Linked DNA regions of Zea mays: region 2 is linked to region 1. The links are chromatin contacts, called in public Hi-C maps. All regions are on one chromosome and are shown on one strand. The core of a region is the stretch at or near the end of the contact, and the rest is flanking DNA. Distances in the headings are between cores, read along the strand shown.

What was found. A called contact is a pair of places that touch in the nucleus more often than the background predicts.
Region 2: a Hi-C map of ear shows a contact between it and region 1, with 2.2 times the contacts expected there. The contact joins the enhancer-like site here to the promoter of LOC100191999 in region 1. A contact is called at or near these places in 2 of 25 Hi-C or Micro-C datasets (ear and tassel).

The regions. Positions count from the first base shown.
Region 1 is chr8:124,307,172-124,312,348 of Zm-B73-REFERENCE-NAM-5.0, forward strand. It overlaps LOC100191999 (Cytokinin-O-glucosyltransferase 1), which reads right to left and starts at 2,915. Exons shown (of 1, transcript NM_001137423.2): 1 at 1,081-2,915. The coding sequence starts at 2,683. The coding sequence ends at 1,241.
Region 2 is chr8:124,415,761-124,420,937 of Zm-B73-REFERENCE-NAM-5.0, forward strand. No RefSeq gene overlaps it. Among protein-coding and RNA genes, the nearest start is that of LOC100382397, 59 kb to the left of the region's middle. Within about 2 kb of position 2,936, at least 19 of the 20 cell types and tissues checked have an H3K27ac peak or open chromatin away from gene starts, as enhancers often do. A contact at or near this core is called in ear and tassel, where this site is marked.

The DNA.
Region 1 (5,177 bases), core at 1,665-4,164:
TAGGTTAGGGTTGCGATTGTGATAATCCAGGTCAGTCGAGGCTGTTAAAGTAACTAAGTTGCAAAGAAAACCTCAGATAGACTAGCTTAGGAAATGGTGAAGCCACTTTGGGCCCTCAATCTTTTCGGACATGTGCCGGAACTTCTATCAATCAAGAAACCAAAACTAGAAGGAATGACATTTTTTAAGTAATGAGCGAGTCACTAAAATAGTTTCGTGACGAGCATATGACGAGTATGTTTCGAAGTGAGAGCATGCATTTCCAGTCATACGGAGAAAATTACCCGCCTACCTGGATGACCTGCCTAGTAGTTCTTTTGAGATCGCTTTATAAGTGCTTTCCTCTCTCTTTCTTTCGAACCATAAACTCCGAAGCGGTTTCACTTTACCAAACTAGAGAAGGGTAGAGCGGTTCGCTTGAGGCCCGTTCGTTTGTCCAGAATTAGACCAGTATTTATTCCAACTTATCAAAATTTACATAAATTAGAGAAACAATCCGAGCAAAAATTGTTCCAGGCCTTTAATGCGTGAAAAACGAATAGGCCCTGAGTTGGTCAACCCGCGCTACTCCACCGTGCTAGTGGCATAGGAGCCTACTCAGCGTCAGCGGCTTCGTGCCGCACTGGAGTGATCCAATACGTGGTTCTAGAAACCAACCTAAATAAACAAGAGATTAAAATTGGACCATTCTTCTTTAGGCCAGGCCAGGTGTTTGCTTTTTCTAGCTTTGGTTGTGAGAAGACCGTAGTTTGGTAAGGTCCTCGGTTTTTACAGGCACGCCCCTGAAACTGTTCGTAACCTTTTGAACCATTCTTTTGTTCCTCAGAAAAATAAATAGCTGAACGACAGCGTCGGTTTGGGCAGGATAGTCCAAGGCGACGAGAGCATTTCCCTGTACATGGGGAAGGGTCAGAGAGAGAGGTGCTCGAAACGAAAATTGGACGGTAGGAGTAGTTGCGGTGGATCGGAGTCGGAGATGGCGACACCTGCCAACTACCAAGCGGTTTGGTTTGCGGTGGATCGGAGATGGCGACAGCTCCTGCTGGCACAATATCTTGGGAAGCAAAGCAAGCACGAGTGACAGAAATCGAGGTGGTGCAGTACCATATTATTTCCATAAGTGTTTTCTTCGACTCCGAGAACGTACGTACGTTGCAGATGGCGTACTTGTCCGTGAAGGCTGTTCGAGACCTTCTTCCAGTTGCTCGCCAGATCGAGACATCTCCAGCAATTCCATCTCTTACTCGCTGTCAGCGTTGCAGCTGCTCGTTGCCGCTCTGGCTTCGACCAGGTCGTCGATGAGGCGATGCAGATCACGGGACGACGAGCCGCCCTCCGCTACGGCAGCGTGGGCCTTCACTGCGAGATCCCGCGCCCTGCCCCTCGCCGCCTCCCCCGGCCCGCCTGGCTCCAAGAACCTCGCCACCGCCCGAGCCACCGCCTCCGCCGGCACGAGCTCCCTCTCCTCGTACCTCGTGCTCCGCGCCCCACTCCAGACCCGCTCCCCGATCCCGAGCACGTCCGTCACCAGCCTCTCCTCGATGAACTGGTCGAACACCAGCGGCCACGTCAGCATCGGCACGCCGGCCGCCGCCGCCTCCAGCAACGAGCTCGACCCGCAGTGCGTCAGGAACGCGCCCACCGCTGGATGGGCCAGCACCGCCGTCTGCGGAGCCCACCCTCTCACCAGCATCCCCCTCTCCCCGACGCGCTGCTCCCAGCCCTCCGGCGGCGTCCACCCGTCGGCCCTCACCACCCACAGGAACGGCTCCCCTGAGGCCTCCAGGCCGAGCGCCAGCTCCCGGAGCTGGTCCTCCGAGATGGCGGCGTAGGTGCCGAAGCACACGTACACCACCGAGCAGCTTGGCCTGGAGTCGAGCCACCTGATGCATGGAGACTCGCTGGTGCCTGCCGCTGCCGCCGGCAGCGGCAGTGAGACGGGGCCGACGAAGTAGCAGCGCTTCAAGGATTTGGCGCGCACGTTCGCCTCGCGGTACTCCTGCTCCATGCCTGCGAACGTGTTGTAGGCGACGCCCAAACACCTGGCCTGCGCCGCGTTGCAGGGGCTGAACGTGCCTTGGTCCTTCGCCGGGCGTCTCAGGAACTCCGGCAGCTCGCTGACGGGGATCCGTATCTCCGGCCCTGGCAACCCGGGAACGGTAACGTCACGCGACCCAGAGACGACGGCGCCGGCGAGGATGCGCATGACGAGACCCGAGAAGGGGGCGATGACACTGAAAACGACGCACGGCAGGCCCAGCTCGGCGGCGATGCTGCTGGTCCAGAAGAAGTGGTAGTCCGACACGACGGCGTCGGGGGACCGCTCCCTGAGGAGCGCCTCCTGCGCCGGCCGCGAGAGGGCCTCGTCGATGGCGGCGGCGTCGATGCGCCACGCGTCGTCTCCGGCGGTGGAGAGGTTCTCCACGCCCGGAGCGAGGCCATCCACGCGCGGGAACGGGTACGTGACGATCCTGACCGTGCCGCTCGCCGCGGGGCCGTGGCGCTCGAGCGCCGACCGGACCACCGCAACATTGGCCGGGGTCACGGCGACGGTGGGCTCGACGGCTCCTGGCCTGGCTGCCGCGAGACGGACGGCGAAGTCGATGTAGGGCCCGATGTGGCTGGTGGCGAAGAATGGGATCAGAAGTATGCGCATCTTCTTGCTCTGCTTCGCTGAAGCCATGGCTGTTGCTGCAGCTTGTATTGGTCCGAGCCTTTTTTGAGGAGCAGCAAGACTGCTGCAAGAGCTGTCTTGCTACTTTGATTAAATCAAGCGGTAGGTTGGATGCGCAAGCCAGCCTGCTAATCTCGTGGGCAGTAATCAAATATATGGAGTAGATGCATGTCTTATGTTCATTGACCTATGAACTCTCAGTTAAACACTCTATCTGTAAAACCAGAGGCTGCCAACTTCACGTCCAGTTGTTTGTTTCTGCCTTTGGACCACAAATAATGTACAGATGCGGTGACATGGTGGCATGGGGGCACTGCCACTGCAAGGCTGTCAACTTCTACCTGCATGTCAGACTTGACGCAATACCTCACATGCAGCTTCACAAAATAACAATGCTATAACAATTTCTGGTTAAAGTATTTAAGAGCATCAATTTTTTAACTCTTTATTTAACTCCCTATTTACCTCTCTATAAATACATGCGAGTTATTTTGGCTAGCCCGAGAGTGAAAGAACCAATTTATAGAGCCAGATATTTTGATATTAATTAGTTAAAATTTAGTTTAACCAGGAAAATTTATAATGATTATTAGATTTTTATTTAAAAATATTTTTATATTATTTATTTAGTGTCATAAATATTAATATTTGTATCTATAGATTTTATTATTTTTTAGATACGTTAATAAAAATATAGGAGTGTAAAGTGTTAATAAAAATATAGGAGCGTTAGTAAAAAAACAATGTTTGGTGTGGCTCCTCATCAAATCTTTTGGAGAAACCAGAGAACTCGAGAATGAGTCCCTTTCTGCAGATTTGGCTCCTAGCCAAAAATGTCTGTTTCTCTACTATTCACAAGGAAATACCTCTTTCTCTTAAAAATATTTGGTACCCTCCTATACACAGACTTCTGCCGGAAGAGATGTCATTTCTTTACAGTGACTTCCGATCACTGATGTGAGGCAATGGCCGACCCTCGGGAAAATTACCGGAGATGATCCGATTGCTACCAGGAGAGCCAAATCACTAAATCCCCAAAGCTTTTTTTTATTATTATTTCTCCCCTTCACTGCAACCTTGCCAGAGTGCACATGCATATTCAAATACTACATAATTACGTAGTTAGTTGCACATGCGTTAGTACGATTTTTATATTTTCTTTCTGTCCTAAAATAATATTTATTTTAGAAAGTGTTAATAGATTCATGAAATATTTAATGTTTGTGTTTTATATATGTGTCTAGGTTTATTATCATCAATTTGAATATGGACACAAAAATAAAGATCTAAAACGAATAGTATGACGGAGGGAGTATCATATATGTAGATCATATAAGAAATTTTGTCTTACTTATATATATCAATACTTTGACTTTTCAGAGAATATAACACAACGATCTTAAAGAGTTAGAGTAAAGTTTTGCAGAATATATTTGCTACTTGGCATGTTACTATCCGGTGGTTTCTACGTCGTGGTTGTCATATGTGGTTCACGATTATCTATTAAATATATGCGAGTACAATTACATATGTGTCCGTATTTTGTCATAAAATATTGCCATTGTTTTAATAAAACATACCATTATGCACATATTTTAAATGTATGATGTGTTAAATTCAAAACTGTAAAAATAATGTCTAAATCTTCGATTCAAAACAGGGGTAAAGTCACAAAGAACCAACTAAAGTGAGGCAAAATCATATAGCAAAAATTGTCATTTTATCTCAGAATCAACACTATTGCAATGACTTGATAGAACAAAGGCAAAATTTGCCTACAATTTTAAATTGCAGAGGTAAAAACATAAAGTTAAAAATCAGGGCAAAATCACTATAAGGCCTCAAAGTAGGGGTATAAATGTTTAAGCCCCTATATCTGTTACTATTCAAGAATATTTAAAATAAATCAGATAACATAAATATTGCTAAAAAGACACAAATCATCGCTGCTACAAATATAATGCCAGTTTATCAGGGCTTACACAGACACTATCTATATACGTATATAAGGTCATGAACTTTATTAGGAATACAACGCTCGGTGCATGGGCTGCAAGCCTGGACATCCATAATGAGCCCGTTCCAATAGTCTTTCACGCACAAAATTAAAATAACTTAAACCATTGTTTGATTCAGGACTAAGGACATAGCTTACTGCACATTGGCTAATGTGATCACATTTGGTCGTCGTCATATATAACAAGCGTTCGAATATAGATTATCATGGCCAGGGGCAGATTTGGGCCCGGGGCGCAACCCAAAAATCCTCTTATATATATACTAGGTATGTGCCCGTGCGTTGCGACGACGTATAAATTATTCGATAAATATTAGTGCACAACAATTACATGAAAACAGACAACATATATATCATCAACCCCATATCTCACAAACTAACACTAATGACATGAAATTTGTGTGCAATTCAAATAGTGATAAAATACATTGATATGCAAAAATATTATATGTTATTCTATATTTTTATTAGCATCACCAAAAGTGG
Region 2 (5,177 bases), core at 1,686-4,185, 110 kb after region 1:
GTATGATGAATCATGATACAGAAACGAATGTCACATTTTTACTATATAATAAGAATTCTGTACAAAATAAATAAATAATTAAATCATAAGGAGACAACGATCCAACAACCCAAAGTTGACTGAGAAACGATTTTGCCTAGACCTCTCACGAACTCGTCACAGCATCCTTCATGCGCCTCATCTTGCGGTACCTGTCCTTCACCTGTATGGGGTGTGAGACAGTAAGAGTGAGCTCACATACGTTCATCGCTCAACAAGTTGTGGGGAATAATGTGCATGAACTCACCAAAGGTAGGACCTCATGTGAAGTGTAAGGCTTACCAAAGGGTATGGTTGAAGCTGAGTATTGCTTTTAAAGTTGGTCAAAATTTTATTAGTAATTATTAAGTATAAGTAAATACCAACCCAATTAAGTAGTACAACAAAAGTAATAACAACACATGCGATACAATGCATATGATAAATTGAATTTAGTTCCATAATTAATCATGTGAGTGTCCGAGTTGCTCATGACCGTGAACACGGCTAGTATACCAGTTTTACACTCTGCATAGGTTGCGCATCTTTACCCACAAGTCATGTTACCCATCTGCCAAGGGATCGCGACTTCCCATACACCTCTACCGAGGAGGCGAGGCATGTTAACAGTACGAGGCCTTTACAAAGTTCCACTAGCTTCAGAAAACCCGCTATAGTTTCTAGGAAGCTCCAATGCAGGGATCCCTCGTCTGACCGCCATCGCAGCAAAATCAACCCAAGGACCTCCCTACACTGACCACTCCCCTACTGCCCTTGCCCCTTTCGGGTAAGGTAGTCCTCCACTAGCTTTCCTAATTAGTCAGCCAAGAGCGTCCCATACCACCCTTGTGGTAGCACTGTTTTCCCGGGTGGTTCTCCATGTTCCAATTAACATAATGATCTTATCATTAATAGTAAATAACAAACTGATAATAAAAGTAGGGTCATGAATAATGTGTATATGCATACCCAAAACCACATAAAGCAATAGCAGGTACTACCCAAATAAATTCAGTGGTAAACAAGGTATAAAGATAGTCAAACTAGGTTAACCTATTGGGTCCCATCAAAATTAACCTATGCAGATTATTATGATTAATAAGAACATGACTGGGTAAAAAGAAGTGATCAAGGGCACAACTTGCTTGGGACTTAAGATTCTAGGTACCAACTTGCTCTTCAGGTGACTCATAACCTCGCGCTAGTCGTAGCAATACAAACAAACAATGTATAGGCAAAATTAACATCACATCAAACATAAGTACAAACTGAATAATAATGATCTACGCGAACCTACGAGATCGTGGGTTCAAGAACCACTAAATTCGGAATTACGGTTATAGAGTTATGATTTTCTGAAGATTCACGTGGTTAAATATTAAACTATATTATAAATTGGTTAATATACACCATATGAGAGACTATCCTATAAATAATTAACTTTTAATCTTGATTATAACCTGATTCGGAATCATATTTTAATCATATTATAGATAGGTTATCTTTAATTAGCAAACTTAATCCACTAAACACAAATTAATCAATATCCATTTATAAGAATATGTGTTATGATAAAATTAATGTTGTTATTGCATGGACAATGTTTTTATGAAGCTAACGAAACTTGAACGCATCCAATCGGAGTAAAAATGAGCAACACATGAATTTTCTAGGATTACTTTATACTTGAAAATCGATTTCCATATTTTTCTTTTATTATTTTCTGCACCATATATACCACAAATATTATTTCTTAGGACTTTGGGGACTATTCCATAAAAATCTGGACCTAATCGTAATGGTCTTAAGCCTTTTGTGGATTGTGGGTTTAATTCATAAATCTATAGGGGCTCTTTTGAAAAGTTGCTGTCGCGAAGGGGTATCTCTCGATCTTAGCCGGTGGATTACTCCGATGACCAGGATCATATCATGGTATAAAGAACAACTATGCCTTTTCGACAGTTGGATTGTATATCAACGGTACCGATTTGTTTGCACACGATCCAATTTAGCTCGCCCGATTGGATCTCGACGGACAGGATTTCGTCTGCCAAATCGGTGCATGCTCCGAACTGATCTCCACTCTCCGTAATAGAATCAACGACACAAGGCCATTCCCCTCTTTGCCCACGACCCCAAACACGGCGGCGGCGCCCCAGCACGCGGCGGAGGCCCCGTCGGAATACCCAAAGAGCTGCATTGGTGAAGTAATCGCGACTAGGAACAGAGCGAAACGTAATTCATACAAGCGCGAACATCAAAGAATGCATTTTACCACGTATCGGGGTGACGACGATGCAACCCATGGGACACGGCGGCTCCATGGTGACCGGAGTGCTCGGGTGAGCCGTCCCATATTCTATGGTCCTCATGCAAACACCGAGACGCCTTGAACACTCTTCTTGTACCGCGGTGAAGTCTCCAACGTGGATTCCGATGGTCAAGCGCCGGTGTAGGGGAACCCTGATGCGGCGGCCACCATGACTCCCAATCGTGGAGGCGAACCTCAGACCCACGGTTGGTCATCCCCCGCACCGGAGCAATGGCAACCCATACCGCGCCATGGCGAAGTTCCCAGGACGGTTCTCAGAAACTGGACGACGCACGCGGCTTCTATGGCAGCGAGCTCCGTCACTCTATTATCTCCCTCTCTCGGTAGCTCGGGTTGGCGGCGTAGCCCTCGACGGCGGCTCGTACAACACGGATCTAGGGGGTGCCGTAATGGGCGAAGGGAAGGGTTCTCCTTATATGGACAGGCACCGGCCGAATAAACGGCCATGGCCGAGTTTGGCGGAAATCAAGCGAGCTCGTTCGGATTCTGTTGCGCTTCGGTCGGAGAAGGTGAACCTGATAGAGGGGCTCCACGTGACGGCGGCACCCGGGTTGGAGCATGAGGTGAGGCGCCAAGTGGGCCCCGCATGGCGGTGTTAGGAGATGAAGGTGGGCTAGCTGGGAGCATGGGAAACAGGGAATGGGCCGACATGTTAGGGTTCCAGCCCACGTAGGTTTTCTGTTTTTTTGTTTTTTTATTTCTTTTTTTCTATTTCCCAATTTCAAACTAAATTTTAAATTCTAGTTTTGAACTTCAAATTTCTAAGTGGCAGAATTAATCCAAATGTGAATATACACTATACTGTTTACAATTTATTATTCATTCTCCTCCTCGCTATTTATTTATGGAATAAATAGTTTCATTGAAATTCCCTTTCTTATTTACAATTTCCACACTTGAATTTTGAGTTTAAATCATTACCTTGAATTTTCAGGCTTCCAAATGTCCAATACCATCCTAATTGTGGATATAAACTCTACAAATTTTTAATAATATTTATTATTAATTCTCCCTCCCTTTTCCAACTCTAGAAGTGAAAGTCGCCTAGAGGCGGGTGAATAGGCAAATCTGAAATTTATAAAGTTTAAGCACAACTACAAGCCGGGGTTAGCGTTAGAAATAAAGTCGAGTCCGAAAGATAGGGCGAAAACAAATCACAAGAGAATAAGGTGAATGACACGGTGATTTGTTTTACCGAGGTTCGGTTTTTGCAAACCTACTCCCCGTTGAGGTGGTCACAAAGACCGGGTCTCTTTCAACCCTTTCCCTCTCTCAAACGGTCACTTAGACCGAGTGAGCCTTTCTCTTCAATCAAATGGGACACTTAGTCCACTACAAGGACCACCACAGCTTGGTGTCTCTTGCTTTGATTACAAGTGAGTTGGAAACAAGAATAGAGGAAGAAGAAAAGCGATCCAAGCGCAAGAGCTCAAAAGAGCACAAAAGTCTCTCTCTCTAGTCACTAATTTGTTTGGAGTGATTCCGGACTTGAGAGAGGATTTGATCTCTTTTTTGTGTCTTGGAATGAAGTCTAGAGCTCTTGTATGAGGTTTGATGGCTGAAAACTTGGATCCATTGAAGTGTGGTGGTTGGGGGGTATTTATAGCCCCAACCACCAAAATGACCGTTGGTGAAGGCTTCTGTCGTATGGCGCACCGGACAATCCGGTGCACCAGCCACGTCACCAGGCCGTTGGGTTCCGACCGTTGGAGCTTCTGACAACGGGGCCACCGGACAGTCCGGTGGTGCACCGGACAGGTCCTGTTTACTGTCCGGTGCGCCTTCTGGCGCCTGCTCTGACTTCTGCGCGCGCAGTTGCACTGTTCACTGTTCACTGTAGCATTGCAGACGACCGTTGGCGCGGACGACCGTTGCTCCGCTTGGCACACCGGACAGTCTGGTGCTACACCGGACAGTCCGGTGAATTATAGCGGAGCGGCCTCCCCGAATTCCCGAAGGTGGCAAGTTTGGAGTGGAACTCCCTGGTGCACCGGACACTGTCCGGTGGCACACCGGACAGTCCGGTGCACCACACCAGGGCTGCCTTTGGGTTGTCTTTTGCTCTTTTTATTTGAACCCTTTCTTTGACTTTTTATTGGTTTGTGTTGAACCTTTGGCACCTGTAAAACTTATAATCTAGAGCAAACTAGTTAGTTCAATTATTTGTGTTGGGCAATTCAACCACCAAAATCATTTAGGAAAAGGTGTAAGCCTAATTCCCTTTCAATCTCCCCCTTTTTGGCGATTGATGCCAACACAAACCAAAGCAAATATATAAGTGCAGAATTGAACTAATTTGCATAAGGTAAGTGCAAAGGTTACTTGGAATTAAACCAATATATATTTCAAAAGATATGCATGGATGCTTTCTTCATTTTGACATTTTGGACCACGCTTGCACCACTTGTTTTGTTTTTGCAAATGTTTTGGAAATTCTTTTTCAAAGTCTTTTGCAAATAGTTAAAGGTATATGAATAAGATTTTGAGAAACATTTTCAAGATTTGAAATTTTCTCCCCCTGTGTTAAATGCTTTTCCTTTGACTAAACAAAACTCCCCCTCAATGAAATTCTCCTCTTAGTGTTCAAGAGGGTTTTAGATATTAATTTTGAAAGGGGTTATACCAATTTGAAATTATATCAAAAATAAGATACCAATTTGAAAATCTTTAAAAACACTTCTTTAATACAAATTGAAAGACTACAAATTTTTGAAATTGGTGGTGGTGCGGTCCTTTTGTTTTGGGCTAATATTTTCTCCCCCTTTGGCATGAATCGCCAAAAACGAATACTTGTGAGTGAAATATAAGCCCTTTTAGACAAACTTTC